2 separate regions of the Columba livia genome follow, and region 1 is linked to region 2. Evidence: chromatin contacts called from public Hi-C data. All regions are on one chromosome and are shown on one strand. Each heading gives the region's core, a stretch centred on a gene start, on an enhancer-like site or on the middle of the called end of the contact. The rest is flanking DNA. Distances are from core to core; before and after follow the strand shown.

Region 1 (2,700 bases), core at 49-2,548, 57 kb before region 2:
ATTTTCTTCTTTTACTGGGTTCATTATTGGAGAGTTGACTGTGGAGATGATAGAGTTTAGCTAATACCATTTGCCATTGACATAGCAATTCATTCTGTAGTATGATTAAAGGGATAAATCTATTGAAATAAACAGTGATTCACAGCTTGTAGGTATTAATTTTATCATTTCTGTGGTGGGTCATAAATAGGGAAAAGCATTGGTCTGAAGGATCCATCCCATACTTTACTCTGGAACGTTTCTGTATTGTATCTTTTTCATTTAAATTTAAGGTTTCTGGAGCTAAGGCAAGCTGTCTCATGAGGAGAACTGTACTTGAAGTACAAATAAATACTACAGTTAAAAGTCAACTTAAACAGAAGATGTTTAAATGAACTGTAAAGCACACCTATGTGATATTCAGACATAGTTCAGGGTTTCTTGTATTTTTGAAATGGAAAACCAGAAAGCATCCAGTTAAAAATGAGCTATGGCACTGGCAAAAAAAAAAAAAAAACAAATGGGAATTGCCTATTGAGCCTGGCATCTTGTTCATACATACAGGTAATGCTGCCTGCTCCCACATCTTCACCATGGTGGTAGCTGACAGAGGCAATGCTGTAAAAGCAATTTTGTTAACCTTTTCGTGGTTTTTTTCTCTAGGTGGGAAATGTTTACCTGTGGAACAGTTTGACATTGAGTTCAATCATGATTCTTTGGAAGTTTCAAAATTTTATCTTGCAAAATACATTCAACCCATTTAAAGACTGGAGGTTTTCAAAGGAATTTAAAACACTTGAGAGCTTTCATTTAGCACTAGTAAGGAAATGATGCTTACCTTCCTTAAATTACTGACAAACTGATTAAATGTGGACTGCTTTGCACTTTAAATAGTGCTGGTTTTCCGATTGCCTGCACGTTACTAGGGGAAGAAACGTGATCGAACGTATGCAGGGTAAGGCTGGCAGTCTTCTATTTCTGAAACAAATTGGTTTCTCGGGGGTAGTCCCTGGTGAGAATGGCAGCACGCGTCTATAACAGGACCATCGACACTAAACTCTGAAGTAAAAGCCGGGTTATGTTGCCGTAAATGAGACTTTGGTGGTGGTGCTGCCGGGGGAGCGGGAGTACCCCTGGCCATTTTAAGCCTCTTGGTCTGAAGCTCCCGCTCTCCCGGACGTAAAAAGCCGGTTTGGGTGCTGGGGAGGCTGCCCCGGGGGCAGTTTTCCCGAAGCCCCTCCTCTCCGCCCGGGACGTTTCCCTTCCCCCAGCGGGGGGTGCCTGGGCCGGGCCGGGTCGGGCCCTCCTTCCGCGGCGGGGCGGGGCGGGCGGCTCCGCTCCTCCCCGGGCGCCGGGGCCGTGATGCGGGGCTGGGGCGCGGGCGGGCGCGGCTGCAGGGAGTGAGCCGAGCCATGGCTAACGTCAAGGTGGCCGTGCGGGTCCGACCTCTGAGCAAAAGGTGCGGAGGGGGACGAAGGGAGGCCGCGGTCGCCGCGGCAGTGGGGCAGATGCGGGGCGGCTGGAAGGGGTGATCGGGCGCCGCTTGTCCTGTCTCCGCTGTGGGGTGGTTCAGCTGCGGCTGAGGGAGGGACAGCAGGCGCTGGGGAGCTTTAACGATAAAGTACAAGGAGTGGCAGAACTTTTTTCTCCGGGTCACTAAAATAGCTTGGAAAGTTATCTTGCAAAAGTCCCCCAACTGGAGCTGTTGGGCTGACTTCCCTCATCCTGCGCTCCCCAAAATAGGATCATTGTCATCCAGTGTAAGGGAATCTTCTCTTCCCCTTCTGCTGTTGCTGTTTTTTCCAGCGGGAGGCAGAGCCGGATATTCCCATTGTCGCTCAGCTGCGCTGCCTCCCCGGCTTGTTGGATCCAATGGAAATCCCAAAAGCTAAATGACAACTCCCACAAACAAGAAGATGCCGTAGCACAATGCTCTAGTGTTGTTTTGATATAATGCATAATTAAAACCTTGCAGACTTTGGAAATTCGGGGAGGAAAATAAAGAACAAACGCAAGCAGCCCAAATTTCAGTAGCTGGTAATTTACTCCTCCTGTTAGAGAAGTGCTATAGCACTTCAGGCAGAAATGGTTTTAAAAGGGGTATGAGGTCTGAGAGCTGATCTTTGATTTGATGCTGCCTTTCTTTTTAGCATGAGACCCTCATGTTGTCGTCTGTCTGCATGGAGTTCTGCGATAAATAACTCTTTCATGTAGTAGAGAAAATGATTCTTCAAAAATTTCCCAGCCAGAAAACTAGTCTAGTAATTCAGCCAGCTGCACACTAGCATATTTTGGACTCTTCTCTTCTTATTTGTGTGTGTGTGTGTGTGTGTATATATATATCTATATATATCTATATAGATCTATATAGATCTATATAGATATATATAGATATATATATATCTATATATATAGATTTTTTTTTTTTAAGAAAATATACCAGGGAGTGTTGAATAACATAAAAACCTACCCAAAACAAACCTGCTAGTGTTAATAGAAAAGGGAAAGGTGGAAAGTAATTTACGTGTTTGCAATATATTTTACCTTTAACTCAAAGCTGTTTAAAAAATCCTGTGTTAAGCATTAACATTAAATGGCAATTTGGTAATGACACTAAGTTATCCAGACTGTAGGACCCTTTTGGTTCAGTCTTGCAGAGTTTAGTGGAGACTGGAAGTATTTAGAAGTCTGACTTGGGAAAGTATTTCATTGTGCAATCAG
Region 2 (2,758 bases), core at 116-2,615:
AGCAAAGCTCAGAAATTTTCCATTATTTCCCGTAGATGCAGTGAGTCAAGGACTATCATCTGTATTTGCATCATAATTCTTGTAAGCCATTGGCAATTTTAAGGTTTGCTGACTTGATCAGGAGGTTCCAAGTGTACTGTTAGTTTGTGAATTGTGTGGTTGGTGTCAATGATATGCAGAGTACAGCGAGCACAGGATGAAGACTGCATAGAGTGGAAAATCAGAAAACTTAACCCCTTTGAGGATGCTCAGATGCTCTGCGCAATGGATTTTCCATTTACGAGTCCGGTCAGGACGTCCCAATTCTGAACACTAAGTATTAGGAATAGTTTCCAGCCCATCATTTTTCCATGTAAAGGCTGTAAGATTGTAGCCTTTAAAATGCTGAAATGGATTCAGTGCTTTGAGTTGGAATCGTTTCAAGCTTCTCCCTCACAGATGGTTGCACTGTTAAGGAATCGGCCTCTCTTAAATCAGGAAATGATGCAATCTATTTTGTTACTCTGAGACAGATTTCTGGGAGAGATCCTTTCTTACTCCAAGGCAGATTTCTAGATGAGCAAGTGGTTTTGATATTTCCATTTCTTGAAAATGACTTTTTTTTTTTTTTAGTAGCCATCACAACACTTCGTCATTTCTTTTCAAACAACATTAACAATATTTCATTTACCTTAAAGAAAAACTAAACATTTTTTACCTCTGTGCTAGATTCACTATTGCAGTATTTATAGAAATGTAGCTAGGTAGAATTTAATCCATGCTTCCATTTTATAACTGGATTCTTATTCAGTTAAATAAGATTCTGAAAAAGAGTCTGGGAAAACAATATGTGATAGTTTCCATATTCTGAGCTTTGAAGATCCCAGCGCTGTTGGAAACATAATGGGCCTCTTCCTTGAATGGAAAATATGATGACTTCTGGAATTAATGTATTGTAAAGGGACACGAGAGAGCAGAAGAAATGCTTTTGTTTGAAAATCGTCTTATACTTTGTGTGTGCGTGAGTGTGCATGCATGCACAGCACAGTTAAGGCTTTTTTCAAACTGTGTGTGATCCAATTTTTTTTTTCTTTATGTATGTCAGTTGTTAAAATTAAAATAAATTCCCATCTTTGGCTTAGATTTTGCTTTCATTTGAAGTTAAGCAAGCTGTTATCGTGTGAGGATAGACTCTCTCAAACAATGTCAGAACTACTTATTTCAGTCTTGTGGAATTTTATGTTCATCTTGATGTACATTCTAGCAGTAGATAAATTATTTGATGCAAATAAATCACTTTTTTCAGTACTATGCCTCCATCCACCCTTTTGTGGCCTGCAATAAAACTACCCAAACCTGAATCAATGTGGGGAAAGGAAATAGCCCTGGATTCTGGCTCTGAGATACAACATTTCACAAAGGAGTGTTTTACTGGGTATTGTATGACAAAGACTTGCTTCACAGCTCAGGTGATTTTTTAGGAGTCACTGCAGTACAACTGATGACTAATCATCACCATGAAATGCAAATGAGGCATATTAAACTGGGTTTCTGTAAAATACGAGCCTGTTGAGGTTAATTTTGTGTCTGCTGGCATCTGCATTTTGCAGGGGCTGGCAGAGGCGGCTCAGCGCAGCAGCACACTGCCCTCCGCCGGGAGGGAACTGTTCGTCACAACCACCACTCCGACTCAGCAGGCTCTGCAATGCAGTGTTTCTGTCATTTTGTTTTCAGTGGGCTTTTTCTCCCTTAACAATAAAATCAGATTTAAAAACAAACCAAAACAACCCCCTAAAAACAAAACAAAACAAAAAAGAAACAAACAAAACACCACACCAAAAAAAAACAAGCAACCAAACAAAAACCTGAAAGCAAAAGATATGAAAAAGACGGATGTTTCATATAATTATTTGAGCTGAATACTGGTCAAGTAAATGGTAAATATTCAAGTGGGTTGGTTCCTAATTCTGTTGCATGAGCAGAGCAACTATCCAGAGGCAATGGCAAAAAGCTTCTTTACAGGTTCTGTACCCAATTTGTGGCAGTGACATAGCAGTGACTCTTACGGAGTTTCAGTTATATTGTTTTAAAAATACCATTATTCTGCAGACAATTTGGAAAAAGGTCTGTAGTTTGAAGGTACAAGGCATTTTTTATACTGATGTCACTGCATCTGGAGGATGGACTGGAATTTTTTATTTTATTTTTTAAAAAGAAAATAGTTACTCTAGTTGAGAGACTACTTGTAGAACAGACTGGCAGCCAGCAGAACATCCTTATGTTCCTGATGTTGGGTAAAAGGTTGGGAAAACTGACTGAAACTTCCTGAGAAAAATGTACATTTAACTCTTTAAATCTTTGGCAGGATTGACTCAACATTTAGTTACAGACTACAAGCAAGTTGTAGAACTTCTAGAAGAAGGAATAGCTAAAAGGTATTTTATAAAACAACCCAGCTCCATCTTTATTTAACACTTCTTTCACCATGTGTTGTTTTCATTGATATTTATTTTACTGACAGTGTTGCCAATGCTTTGTCATGACAGGATGTCAGATTTGCTGATCTTGCACATGATGTACACATAAGATGTGATGTACCTTCATATTATTCATAGCTGCCAGCACATGCTTGTGACACGTTAGGCTCTATAGCTTTCATCTCACTTGTTAGTTATAGAATAGAATCTTAATAGTTTGGGTTGGCGGGAACCTTTAAAGGTCATCTGGTCCAACCCCCTGCAATGAGCAGGGGCATCTTCAACTAGATCAGGTTGCTCAA

Evidence for each region. Hi-C and Micro-C count contacts between places; a contact is called where the count stands out from the background.
Region 1: a Hi-C map of liver shows a contact between it and region 2, with 4 times the contacts expected there. The contact joins the promoter of STARD9 here to the enhancer-like site in region 2. A contact is called at or near these places in 2 of 2 Hi-C or Micro-C datasets (crop and liver).

Annotation. Positions count from the first base shown.
Region 1 is chr5:40,026,475-40,029,174 of bColLiv1.pat.W.v2, reverse strand. It overlaps STARD9 (StAR related lipid transfer domain containing 9), which reads left to right and starts at 1,298. Exons shown (of 34, transcript XM_065065867.1): 1 at 1,298-1,438. The coding sequence starts at 1,392.
Region 2 is chr5:39,969,573-39,972,330 of bColLiv1.pat.W.v2, reverse strand. It overlaps STARD9 (StAR related lipid transfer domain containing 9), which reads left to right. Exons shown (of 34, transcript XM_065065867.1): 8 at 2,345-2,414. Among named protein-coding and RNA genes, the nearest start is that of STARD9, 57 kb to the left of the region's middle. Within about 2 kb of position 1,365, at least 1 of the 3 cell types and tissues checked has an H3K27ac peak away from gene starts, as active enhancers do.